Regions from separate parts of the Anser cygnoides genome. Here region 1 is linked to region 2. The links are chromatin contacts, called in public Hi-C maps. All regions are on one chromosome and are shown on one strand. The core of a region is the stretch at or near the end of the contact, and the rest is flanking DNA. Distances in the headings are between cores, read along the strand shown.

What was found. Hi-C and Micro-C count contacts between places; a contact is called where the count stands out from the background.
Region 1: a Hi-C map of liver shows a contact between it and region 2, with 2.2 times the contacts expected there. The contact joins the promoter of CA5A here to the promoter of SPG7 in region 2. A contact is called at or near these places in 2 of 7 Hi-C or Micro-C datasets (both in liver).

Annotation. Positions count from the first base shown.
Region 1 is chr12:2,359,220-2,365,338 of Taihu_goose_T2T_genome, forward strand. CA5A (carbonic anhydrase 5A) reads left to right here and starts at 2,232. Exons shown (of 7, transcript XM_013197592.3): 1 at 2,232-2,459. The coding sequence starts at 2,339.
Region 2 is chr12:1,506,493-1,513,225 of Taihu_goose_T2T_genome, forward strand. It overlaps SPG7 (SPG7 matrix AAA peptidase subunit, paraplegin), which reads right to left and starts at 3,465. Exons shown (of 17, transcript XM_048075057.2): 1 at 3,194-3,465; 2 at 1,823-1,925; 3 at 375-464. The coding sequence starts at 3,442.

The sequences.
Region 1 (6,119 bases), core at 982-3,481, 850 kb after region 2:
CTGAACTGAGCTTCGGACTTCACAGAAATAGCTGTAAATAATAAAGTACATACAGTGCATCGGCCACCTTTCTTTCAGGAAAGAAAGCTGTTGATTCAGAGCGATTTGAATAGTTCTTCAGCAGAATCAAAATGTTGATAAGGCTGCACAGAATTAAATGACTACAGAATGTACATACTGGCAACCCTCAAGTAAACATCAGAAAGAAAACAAATATTGATCCTCTCTGTCCAGTCTGAAGGCCCTTACAGTAAAGTCAGACAGGTAGTAACAGCCAGAAATTTCTCAATTTTTACTTCTCCAGTTCCTGCGAAAACTAAGTAAGCACATTTCCATTGTATCCAGTTACACTCCACGTACGTGATTATCCACAATTACGAGCAAAACCAGAAGTCTGATTTTGCACTTTTTTTGCAGACAGAACTCTTGGCTAACAGTGGCTTGCTCTTAAGACACTCTGAGGCACGCAGCTGAGGTAATAAACAACAACTATTAAGAAAGACTCTCCTACATAGTTGGTGTTGGAATAGTAAATAACACAGATACGCCTGCCACTTTAGGATACTAAAGAGGATTCCCTGAGCCTAAGCCTTGCACTTACCCACTGGGCAGTAAGAGATGACAGATACACGTGTATTTAATGAAAATGTCAATGAGCAAATAAGTTTCTAATTCAAAATACCAGTATTTGTTACATAAAAACACATAGTGAAAAATTCTTTACATGTCATTTTATGGATTAAGAAAGGACTGATTTTTAATGTCAGAATACTTATCATTAGTATGATAGTCTTATCATTTCAGCTTGCTCTGTCCCTGATAGGTTCTGTAGCTTTCACAATATGCATTCCAATGTGCTTAACGGAGGAAAATGACCACATGAATTTTACAAATACTTAAGTAAGAATTATTAAAGGCCTTACAAAACCTGAGGCTGAGGTTGCCAATAATAAGTCTTAATGGCCTTGAGGCTCACCAGGAGCCTACACCACACTCCCACCCATGACCCAGGAGGCTGTTTAAGCTCAGGCTCAGCCCTTTTAAGTTTTGTTGCTGGGGCACTTGTCTTCAGGCTTGCTTTTGGCCCTGTCTCCAAGAAGGACTTCGGACCCCTGTTGTTGCTTGCGTTTGGCCCTGTCTCCTTTTGCTCCTGTCCAGGCTCTCAGGTTGGACCTTGGACCTGCTGCTTGCTGCGTTTGGGACTGCTGATGGCCACTGAGCTGTGCCCAGCTCTGCCTGCTGTGCTCAGCCCCTGTGGGTGAGGGCATTGAGCTAAGAGTGACCGCGGCACAGTCAGAGGGCTGGCTCTCATTCCCTGGCGTGCCCAGGCACTCTTTTCTCATGTCATTCCATCTTAATCCTAAAGGGCCTGTAATAACACCACAAAAAAAGTCCCTGGAAAATGAGTTGCTTGGTCTACAGCTGTAAGAAGTGCTTCTCTCTGCAGCTAGGGCAGGAAGGCCAATCTGGTGACAGAAACGTCCCACAGTGCAAGGGAGTAACTTAAATATGGATCTTCCACATCAGCTAACAAACATTATTAGAATTGTACGTGGAAATAAGGGAGTAACTCTCCTCATGCTTTCATCCCTAAGAAACAGGTCAGGAAACCCTGTTCTCCCCACTGGAGAGGGCTGAGCCAAAGTGGTTTTTGAGCTTAAGTGAGTGGGAGGGGTAATGATGGTTCCTTGGGTCTGTTCCTGTTTCTAACCTGTAAGAAATGATCCTTCTTATGAGACACCTTATAGTTCAGAAAGAGTTTCTTCACCCTGACGGTGCAATAATACTGTATTACGTGCTAGGAGCTGCAATGCTTTTCTGTAGGAGGCTGCTCCGCCTGTTCTGCTGGGCAAGCCTTTGTATCTACGAGATTTCTGCAAATTCCTCAGCTTGAGCGGTCACCGCTCCTCAGAACCACAACTGTCAATGATAGCAACTGTTAGCTATCAGCATTCAAAAGAATGTAGGGTGAAGAAGTGATAAGAAACCTCTCCTTGCATACAAAAGAGTGGTTTTTGTAACCCTTTGGTATTCTTGGAGCCACATGAGAGAAAGCCCGGAAAGTGCACAAATAATTACCAACTAGCCCAGCCTCCAACTAAATTAGAGCCAATGAAAAAAGCCATTCCAGGGATAAGTTGAAAATTAACTGTTTGGTTAGCTCCCTCTCTCCAACCAGGAAAGGGTGCTCTCAATTTTTTTTTATAAATAGGCCTGGAGATCCCTTGAAGCTGTATGTCCACAGCATTTTTTCCTCTGTGTTGATAGGTTGCTAGACTCCAGAAAGCTCCTCTGGCTGTTTGACTAACCAAAGTTTTCAAGTTCCAAGGTGATAATAATGAATAACGTGAAGACAAATACTCTGGTACATTTATACAAGCAGCTGAAAACGCTCTGGAGTCCGCCAGCACGACTCTGCAGCCTGGCTACCTGCACTCATAAAGACAGGAATGATGCGTGTAAGTATTTCATTTTGTCACCTGTGTAAGAGAGATGCAGAGGTACAAAGATAACAAATGTAATTGTTGTTCTTTCGTCAGGTAACTAAAAAGGGAAATTTGAGAATGTGACTGAGAGATTAAAGAAAAAAATGAACAGAAGGAGAGAAAGGAGAGATAGAAATACCTTACTGAATTGCGTGATTCCTCTCCACATGCACAATTAAAATATTGTTCATTATTTCTGTGCGTTAAGTTTGTGATTTTAACTTAACTCTAATGAAGAAATAGGCTTTAAAACAATTTTGTCAAGCAAGGCTTTGACTGTCTCCAATGAAATTCATACAAACTGATTCTGGGTGACTTTAATAGACACTACAATGTTCAGTTTTGAAAATAAGGCCCTACAGAAGTACAAACCACAAAGCCCTTGAAATTTTGGGTCTAGGAGATCTACAGTGAATGACTTATTGAGGTGCAATATATGCATAAACTAAAATGTCAAAGGCTTAGTTATTTAAAATGCTGGTTAACTTATCTTCAGATATGACTTGTGATGAGGCCAGCCAGAGATTACACGTCTACTCGCTCGTGTGGAGATAATGGCAGCTGGAGCAATAGTCAAGAGTAACATTTTACATCTAAGAAATCCCTTTGTTTCCACTATTTTTCCTCTGTAAAAATATTTAGCTTACTTTTCTCAAAGAATAGCCATATTCCTCCTTGAAAACTACAATGTGATTCTCCTCTATTTAAATTATCAAACGATAAAACTTATATTTACTTAAATAATGAGAAAACAGCTGATTTTATCTTATGTGGCAGATAGAACACAAAGCAGTATGGATGGAGACTAGCACAAGGCTTTGTTTCTCCTGAAAGTTACAAGAAATATTCAATAAGCATCCACGTTTAACAGCTCTACACTTGTAAGTGCATTTTGGAAGGTGACACCAAAATACTTTCTGCCACTAAGTGACCAGCACTTCAGAAAAACAGATAGATTAGCTGCCGAGTGCAGTGTGTGCTGTGTATATATTCCCAGACATGGAAGCTGTATGTAAGATATAATATGCAAGCTTCTCTATCAATCATGAGAAAAAAGAGCAGTTTTTATAATTATAGAATGTATGCAATATCTGTCTGAGTTCTCAGTCTAAATTTTCCCTTTTTTGCTCCTCAGAACAGAAAACGTGTTTTATTCTGAAAATATAATACAGAATGGGTATTCAATCAAGTAACATAACGGTATTTTCACCTTCATTTAAAAAGTGCCTTTAAAATCTGTAGAAGATGCCCAATTCTAGAAGCAAGATTAGCATTAGATTTTGTTGCTAGTGAAGCGTCCACAAGAAGAACCATTAACATGTTCCTAATGCAAAATGTAAGTCACGTATGCATCCATGACAGTATTTTTTCCTTTTCTGACATGTTTAGAGTACTTTCTTAGTAATACACTGAAGTTCCTTAAACTCCCTTCCTTATCAGTTTTTTCCACTTACAAGCATGTTTAGAAACTTGTTTTTTTCATTAATAATGAAAAATGAAGACATTCGTCTAGTCAAAGAAAAGCCCCACAGTAATATTTATAAAAACAATGTTTTAGCCTTACAAAACAGTAGCTTTTCTACGAAATTCAGATTAAGTGTATTAACTAGGTGTATGTACTAGCAGCTTTTCTAACGAATTCAGATTAGAGGCTCTAATTAGAAGCCTGTACAACTGTAGGTACACCCATTTGCACAAGGATGTACACACATGAGAACATATCCTAATAGTCACAAGCAACATCTGTATCACTCCTTTACCTGTAATTATCAGCAAACTTTTTTAATGTTTGAGATTCAACAGCTAAAACCAACACCTGTGCCTAAAAGGGTAATGATTGGGCTCATACCATACTGCTCATCGTGTGCAGTGATATGAATTACTGCTTCAGAGGAGAAATCCGGAGAATCTACTGTAACTATGGTTAAAAAGATTTCTTATTATTCTGTATCCTCACTTTGTTATTTATTCATCTTTATATTTGAAGTAATAAATTAAGACTGCAAGTCCAATGACTTCCGATTGCAGAAGCCATAGAGAAAATATAAATCTAGACCCTTCATTAAAAAGTAATGAAACCTAAAAATCAGCAGCACAGAATCCCTATGCACAGTTCCTCACTTTCCTACCTGTTCAGTCTTAATATACCACAAAACCTTAAGGCCTATAGAATTTAAAACTTCAGAAATGGAACATATTACTATTAGTGTGGCATTTCTGTTTAATTGGTAACGGTATTGCTCTAGGAAAATTATTTGAAATCCTTTGGTGGAGTAAGAAGGCAAAGTGGAGAAGGGCTGAGATCTCTGTCTTGACATGTGATAGAGAAACTCATTATTTTGGGGGTTATCCGTGTCAGTTCCCAATAAGGGGCTAAATGATGCCGTGTTTTTTTTCCTGTGAACACTTGTCCATTGGGAGCTGCACTGAGAAATCAAAACTCAGTTTGTGCTACCAAACGTTCCAGGAAGAGCTCATACAAGGCTGTTCGATCACAAGACCACTACTGATTAAATTAACTACAAATGCTAACTGTTTTTACTCACATTCCTCTTCAATTTAAGACAGACGCTATTGATTACTTAAATCTTTCTCTATTCCATGACATTCACGCAGGAAATGCCAAAACAAACTGATTCAGAAAAACACCATCTTTGGAATGGTTGGTTTCAGCTGCCAGTGAATAAATGCTAGCTCTGAATAAGCCAGCCTGTGGGTTCCTCCATCTGGTGGCTAGACCCTGTGCATAACACGCACTGAAAGCAAAAAGCACATCCAATTACGTTCAGCTCCGCACAGATGACAGCATAAACAGCCCGTTCAGCGACAAAGACTTGGAAAAAATGGTCCATGTTTTGAAGCCTGGTAAAGCTAGGCTATTGAGCTGTTGGTTAAAGTCTTCAATTTAATGTTCATCACTCTCACTACCATTTTCCTGAATTTCATCTTTTACCTTTCCCCCCTACCCTTCCCACTCACAGGAGTCTTTCACCAAGCTGGGTGGTGATAGCTCGGACTTCTGCTATGACAATAAATAAAAGATAAAACAATGCAAAGACTGACGCTTCCCAGTGTCTCTTCTGGATTCCCATTGCGACCCCACGAGTACAAAAGTATTTTTATGCAATTCACTGGGAAAGAACTGTAGAAGCAATTCTGAGAATCAAAGGATACACGTTAACAATTTCTAATGATGTGGAGTACTATGTGGATGCCTGTAGTAAGCTCTGTGATATCTGCTAACAACAGATGGAGGTGGTAGTTTCAGATACCTTTTAACAAAATAGACAAGGAGTAGCTGGAAATGTTCTCCGTAAGGATTTTAAGGCTATGGAGTACACCCTCATCCTAATAATTACTGCCAGAGCAGAACTGAAAGGCTTTTTTCTTTCCTATCCTTTGAGAAGAAGGTACAAGAAAAGCAGAATCCTTCCATTCTTTTTTAAATGCCCACGTACAGCAGTGACACGCGATCCAGGTGTGCCATCTCCAGGACTGCACCTCCAATTGCAGTAACCAGACGCGAATTGTCCGTGAGGTTTCTTCTAAGCCTGCGTGCATAATTTTAGCAAATGTTTTTATACGGAAAAGATAAAGCCCCTATTTGCTTTACCTTGCCAACTGAAATTACCT
Region 2 (6,733 bases), core at 2,215-4,714:
ATTAACGTTTAGTTCTTAATGAAGCCGAAGTGCTCTACACCAAAACCTCCAAACCAAAACTCAGTAAATACCGTTCCCCTTTGTAAAGTGGCAAAATTAAAGCAAAAAACAATTATTTGCACAGGATGCAAAGCAGCACATAAAGAGAATCAGTTTCATGGCCTGTCTTAAGCTTTATTCTACCATCAGCTAAGACAAAATCCCCCTTCCAACTCGTTCATAGCCACAGGCTCGTACAGTTGGTACGTTACGGGAACAACTTTACAGCACCCAGAGAGATGAGCATTAAGGCTGATCTTCCACGCCCTCCACCCGTGTCCCTCACACACACACAGAAGATTCATGCCATTAAATACGTTTTGGCATGTACATACCCTCATCCTCCTTTGGAGATTTCTTCTTGAATCCTCCATTCTTATGGTTACTCCATCGAGAGCTTGAAGTACTAAAATAGTAAGTGCTACCTGCAGGCAAGCAGAATCAAGCAGTTACTACCAAAGACCTCAGGTGGCAGTGAGAGAGGTGGACCAAGGATGGCAGAAATCCACGTGAGCTCCCAACGCACATAAACCTCGGTTCCACACCCACCCAAGTGCACAGCTTCGTTTGTGTGCCACCGAAATGAGACAGCCTCACAAGAGGGAGTACTGGGAGGGACAGACTCCTTCGGTTTCCTTATATAATATATACTCCTCAACAATCCAATCAAAATATGAGTTTGTTCAGACAGTGTTTTAATATGGCAAAAAAAATCATTTGGAGAAATTCCTTCAGTACTGAAGCATTTACACGTTCCCCAAGGCATAACCAAAGTTAACACTGGTGGGGTCAGTGAAGAACAGCCTCACGCTAGAGCTGTAAACGCATGCTAGAGGAAATCATCTGCTGAAGCTCAATGCAGGTTTCTCAGTACACACTGTTAGGATACTCTCATAAAAGCCAAGGAAGGATGGCTACAAACAGTAAAACCCACGGCAGCTGCTACAAAACAATTAAGTGAAGGCTTTTTGCCAGGAAAACGCAAAAATTTCAGAAGCAAGGCAATTGACTTAAGAACTGTAGCTTCTATTTCTCATGGTCTGGAAAAAGAAGCAAGCCCAGGAGCTGGACTGCTTGTCAACTGCTATTTCTACTAGAGGATTCACAGCCATTTGAAAGATCATGCATATCTTTTTTCTTTCATTTTTATTTTTAAAAAGGGGGCAAACCAAAACAAATGAGCCCCTCTACCCCCCCCAAAAAAAACCAAACTCTTCAAGGTAAAGCAGCTCGAGCTCACCAGGCCCACAGTGGTCGCAATAGCAGGGACCGCTTTCGTTCAAATCTCAAAAGCATCAGCAAAGCTGCCTTCCCAATTTGAAGAGGAAAGAGAGAAGAATAATTGCCTTTGTTTTACAGCTTTGTACTTTTGCTCTAAGAATTCAGATAACACCTTATAACATCCACTTTTAACCTGCTCCAATGCAAGGCTTTTAGCAAGGTTACATGATATGATTTCTAAGGTGAATAACATTTTCTTCTTAGGCTTTGCTAATGAGGCACAGGAAGATTCTCTAGTTTGAAGTCTGCTGTTTTTAAATTAGCTTTTAGGTCTAATGACTCAAGTGCTCACTTAATCACACCGAGCTCCTTGTGGAAAAACGCCATTGTTCATCTCTGCCACCAAAAACCTAGAACCCCTGCAAATGGCACTCTGCTCCCAAAGCCAAGAACAGGACAGCTTTGTTTCAGGAATTAAAAGTAAGGAAAAGTCAACATTCTTACTAAATAAGACCTTTTTTCCCCTCCAAGTTTCTCATTTGAGTTGCTCTTTGGGACTCACCTAAGAGATTCCAAAGCCTGGCAGGGTCTCGAATTATTTGTTGTTTCAGTAGGACTCCACTGAGGCCTTGAGATGTGGGGGAAAGTGTTTGTGACAGAAGGCTCTGAAGAGAAAGACAAAGGAGAAAAAAAAGACAACTATCGTTAAAGTTCTGCGACTGCTTATCGTTTCTGTATCCCATGAGGCAGAAATTCCAAAACATCAAAATATTGTGGCTAAGTTGCAGGACGAGCAGTTGTAAGCCCCAAATATTATTCCTGATTGTGCTGTGAACTTGCCATGTGACTTTGAAGACGTTGTTTATAACCCAGTTTAAAGTAAGCACACGTATAAATAGAAACATATATTCAAAACACTTGGAATTTTTATCTTTTTCCTCGCTCTACCGCTGCTCCTCACTCTAAAGATATGCTAGAAATCAACTCCTAGAATGCAAACATACCCTCCCCCAGGAGGGAATCTGAACAACTACTACTCTGTAACCCTGCTGTAAGGGTAACACAGCTGTTTTCCCCATGGTCATTCCGCAGCAATCCCACAGTTTATATCCACATTTAAGGGCAATTTCTTAGCATCTGAGAATTGACACGAAGTAATACCCTCACTGAACGCACCCTTCCCTTCCTCAGACGGGACTCCCTGTCTCGCTGCCCCTCTCATGCACAGGGGCAAGTTTCTGTGCAGCAAGCTGGACAGGAGCACTGACCTGCCTGAAATCCCTCTTTTTTCCCATCTGGCAGTCAGCAGCACAACTGTTTGTGTCTGCCTGAGAGGGTAACCTCCTGGGATCAGTATTTTTTGGAACAGAACAGCTCGGGCTACTTTAAATTGATGACAGAGCTGTGGTAGTAGAAAAACCTTGGCACGATTCTCAGAGAGCAGTCTCGGAATTGTTCTTCCTTTGCCTACTTGGACTGCCCGCACTTGTTCGCTGCGCTGAGGCAGAAAACAGAGTTAAATCATGTCGCAGGCCTGCTTCAGAGAAGATCCGTGACTTCTGTATGCATTAAGGGCGTGTGTTTGAGAGCAAAACAATACCAGGAGCACAGCAAGGCAGGGGAAAAAACGCATTTATGGCGCACAGCCGCAGGGGGGGGTGCTGTACGGACCCACAACCGTTTGGGGTTTGGGCTGGAAGGGGCCCTGGAGGCCACCCGGGTGCCGCAGGGGGGGGGGGACCCGTCCCGCCGGTACCGGGACCGGTGCAGGGACCGGCACACCGTAGGGGGGAGAAAAGGAGCCTCGGCGGTGACAGCCCAGGCGCCCTCAGCCCGTGCCGGCCCTCCTGGACGCTCCTAACGCTTCACCCGTGGCACGGCACCTTCGGGGCGCTCCGACCAAGCCCCCCCCGGCCCCGCCGCCCCCCGTTACCTGCAGGCCCCGGGGCTGCGGGCGAGGCCGTGCCCAAGCCGGGGCTGGCGGCGGGGCGGGCCGCGGCCATGCGCAGCGCCCCCGGAGCAGCAGCAGCCGCAGCAGCGCCATGGCCCGGCCCCGGCCCCGGCCCGCTCCGCCGGGGGCCCGCCAGGGAACGAGCGCCGCGGGGCCGCCGAAGGGAGCGCCGAGCCACCGGGAGGAGGCCTCAGCGCGGCCGGAAGCGCCCGGTGAAGGCCGGGCGGCCATCTTGGAGGCGGGCGGGCAGCCGCGGGGCTGCCATGCCGCAAGATGGCGGCGCCGCCTTGGCTCCGCCCTCGTCATGGCGCGGCGTGAGGCGAAGGGGCGGCCGGGCCCGGGTACCGCGGCCACGGGGAGCCCGGCACGGCCCGGCCCGGCCCGGTGGGGCTGAGGGGAACGGGGCTGTGCCCGGCCTTGGCAGGCGCTGCTGAGGGAGAACGGCCCTGCTGGAGCTCACGGTACGGTCTGAGGGGAGCGGGGGGTGGCGGCCGCGCCTGAGGCACCGCCAGGTATCGTCGGAACTGGGACGAGCACAGACGTATTTACCGTTGGAATATACATAAATATTCAGTGTGTATTTACAGCTACACGCCATTTATCAGGCGGGTTAGCTGGCTCTCTTTTCTGAGGAAAAGCCCCCACAGTGCGTTTGGCAGCTCCCAGCTCCGTAAACCGTGTTTGGCAGTGCAGGCGTGCAGTCCTGACGGCGGTGCAAAAATCCGCTCACGCGTTACACTGAAATCAAGGTTGTGAGTGGTGTTACAGCCTCCGTGTACAGATACCACAAAGGTCATCGCATTTTAAGTCCCTGATCCCGAATCTTGTGTAATCTCTTCCGTTTTGCCCTAGTTGTACCCGGCAGAGCTGGTAGGCCTGACGTCCTCCACCGAATGTTTCTCTGGGGCAGAAAAGCATTTCAGAGCACAACCTGAACAATTTGTCTCTTCATGGTTCCAATGACTCCACCCTCCTTCCAATTCAGGGTCTAAAGGTCAGTCAAAAATACAAGTTTTGCGATCGCTGCCATGCCAGTTAAGACTATGAGAGGCCCTCCCCCTGGTTCATCCAGAAACACCAGTAAAAGCTGTAAGGTGGAAGACCTTAGGGGCAACAGCAACCTTTTGATCAAGCTTCTGGGGAAGCAAGTTCAGGTGCAGAGCCTCCAGGCTTTTCGGCCTGTGGGCCCATGGCAGCCTGCAGAGCTCCCCCTGCACCTGCCCAGTACCTGCCCAGTACCCCCTGCACCTGCCCAGTACCACCAGCGAACGCAGACGTGGAGATCCACGGCTTTCCCCAGGAGACTGTGCTAAGGGTGGCCCAGGAACTGAAGAGGTTCACGGGCTGCACTTCAGTAACGGCTGGTTTAATCCATAACAAAAGTCCTTCAGGAGCTGCAGCTCCCCAAGGACAGGCTCTGCCAAGCTGTTTGCCAGCTTCTGTCTAACCACGACCATCTGCCTGACCCGTCCAGGGCGAGCTTTCCATGGCTTCTGGCCCCACAAGCCCTGCCTGGGCCCTCTTGCTCTGCACTCACGCCAGGAGTTTCGCCCTGAACAGCCCTCACTGCACCGTGGTGCCCTCCTGCTCTGTTTTGACAACGTTCGGAGTAAACTGTCTCCTCCCAAACATCCCCTCCCTCCTGCCGCAGTTACACCCTTCTTGCTCTACTCCGATGTACGTTCCCTTTGCCAGGCCTGCAGGTCTGATCTCCAACCTCCTGCCCACTTCCTTTGACGTGCCGTTTTACTCCCTTTCAATAAGTCAAGTCCTGTTTCTTTCTTCCCTCCTGTTTTTCTGACCAGGATGGTTTCTGCAGGTGTTTCTCCCTCCCCTCTGGTGGCTCCAGGAAAACTTTAGTGACTGTCACTGTGGTTGGTTCTCCCAACTCACCTGTCCTAATGTATCTCAGGCGTTCTTGAATGGGAGGTTGCAGGGCTACATAAAATAATAATAAATAATTATCCGTATGAAGGATCTCTCCCTTCCCAGCAGGTCTGAATTAGCATCCTCTTTCTAGAAGAGTCTCTTAGGATGTTAATTGTCATCTGCCCCCTGGGATGTGTCTAAGCAAACCTTCTACCAGCAAGGTCTATTAGCATGTTAATGTCCTCCTCACTCCTGGAAGTCTCTCTGTATCACTGGCTTAATCGTCAAACAGCTTAATTTACAGACACAAAATTAAACTGGTTGCAATTAATGTCTACGGGCCGGTCATAGCTCGAGCTGAGCACAAACACCGGCCCCGTGCAAGCCACGCCAGCCCTCGCCACCACCATCCTTTGCTGGCAGAGACGAGCGCACGTCTTCACCCGGCACGCAGAGGGACCAGGGTGGGAGGTATTTTACACTCCAGCTACGTTTGGAGGAGGAAATAGCTCCTCTGGAAATGCTGACTGAGGGGGGAGGCTCCCTCTAGCTCGGGCTGTGCCCACAGAGGCGAGAGGCACGGGATTTCCAGTGCGGAAACACAGCATGCAGCGACCACAGCGAAGTGCGCCAGGAACCAAGGGGCTGAGGGCCCCCACCACTGGGGCCGTGCACCTCCCGCACCTCAGCTTCACTCAAGGCGTGTCGCACTGCCTCCGCCGATTCTGCGATTAGACCTGTTGCTAATTAAGCGCGATCTATTTTTAAAAGAGTTGCATCATTTAAATAGACTTACAGCCCGATCAGAAGCGAAGCAGTGCAGTTTGCTTAGACGGGGCTTCACTGCCTTCTACCAGGCTGACCCGACGGGGGGCCAAATGGGCTTCGCCCTGCCTGCCTTACGGTTCTGCTGCAGCTTCAGGGAGGCAAACCTGCACCCACTGAACGATGCAGGGCGCTGGAAGCTGGATGGGCCCAAGCTCCAGCACAGGCTGAGCCTGGGTGGGCTCGCTGACTGCCACAAACAGCGTTTGAGGTCTGCGGGGCTCTTGCTGGGACCCTCTGAGCCAGAAGACGCCGGCCTGGATGCGACCAATCTGCCAGGACGGGTTATTTACAGACGCACCACGTAGCTGCAGTTGACGCAATTCCTATTCCTCCTCTCACACTGTGCCTCAGAGGCGAGCAGATGATGAGCCACCAGGAAGGGGGTGCTGGGGTCCTCGCCTCGCCCGTGCCAACGCGAAGCGGTGCCAGGAAGGAGAGGCGAGAAGTTTTGCTCTGCGTGCGGCCAGCAACCACGGTGGCTGCGCTGCGACTCGTGCGTGGGCGGCTCGGGCCGGGCCGTGTAGGGGGAGGCGAGTGCTGTCCTCTCTGCGTGTGCGAGAGATGACCTTGGGAAAGGTGGCTTCAGTCACCGTCCCCGGCCTGGCAATATGCTCCGCTGGGAGCGAGCCAACGCTCTGAGCAGACAGATCTAACCTGATCCAGGCTTGGCCTCACTGGGACGTGCTCCAGCCATGACATCACTCGGTAATGCTACGTGTATTTACTACTGGGGGAAGGTGCGGGATCGGAGCCTGAAATCCCTGCTTTATCCCCGGAGCAGGTTAGGGACAGGAAGCAGCGTTAGCAGCCCCATCCGGGTGTTCT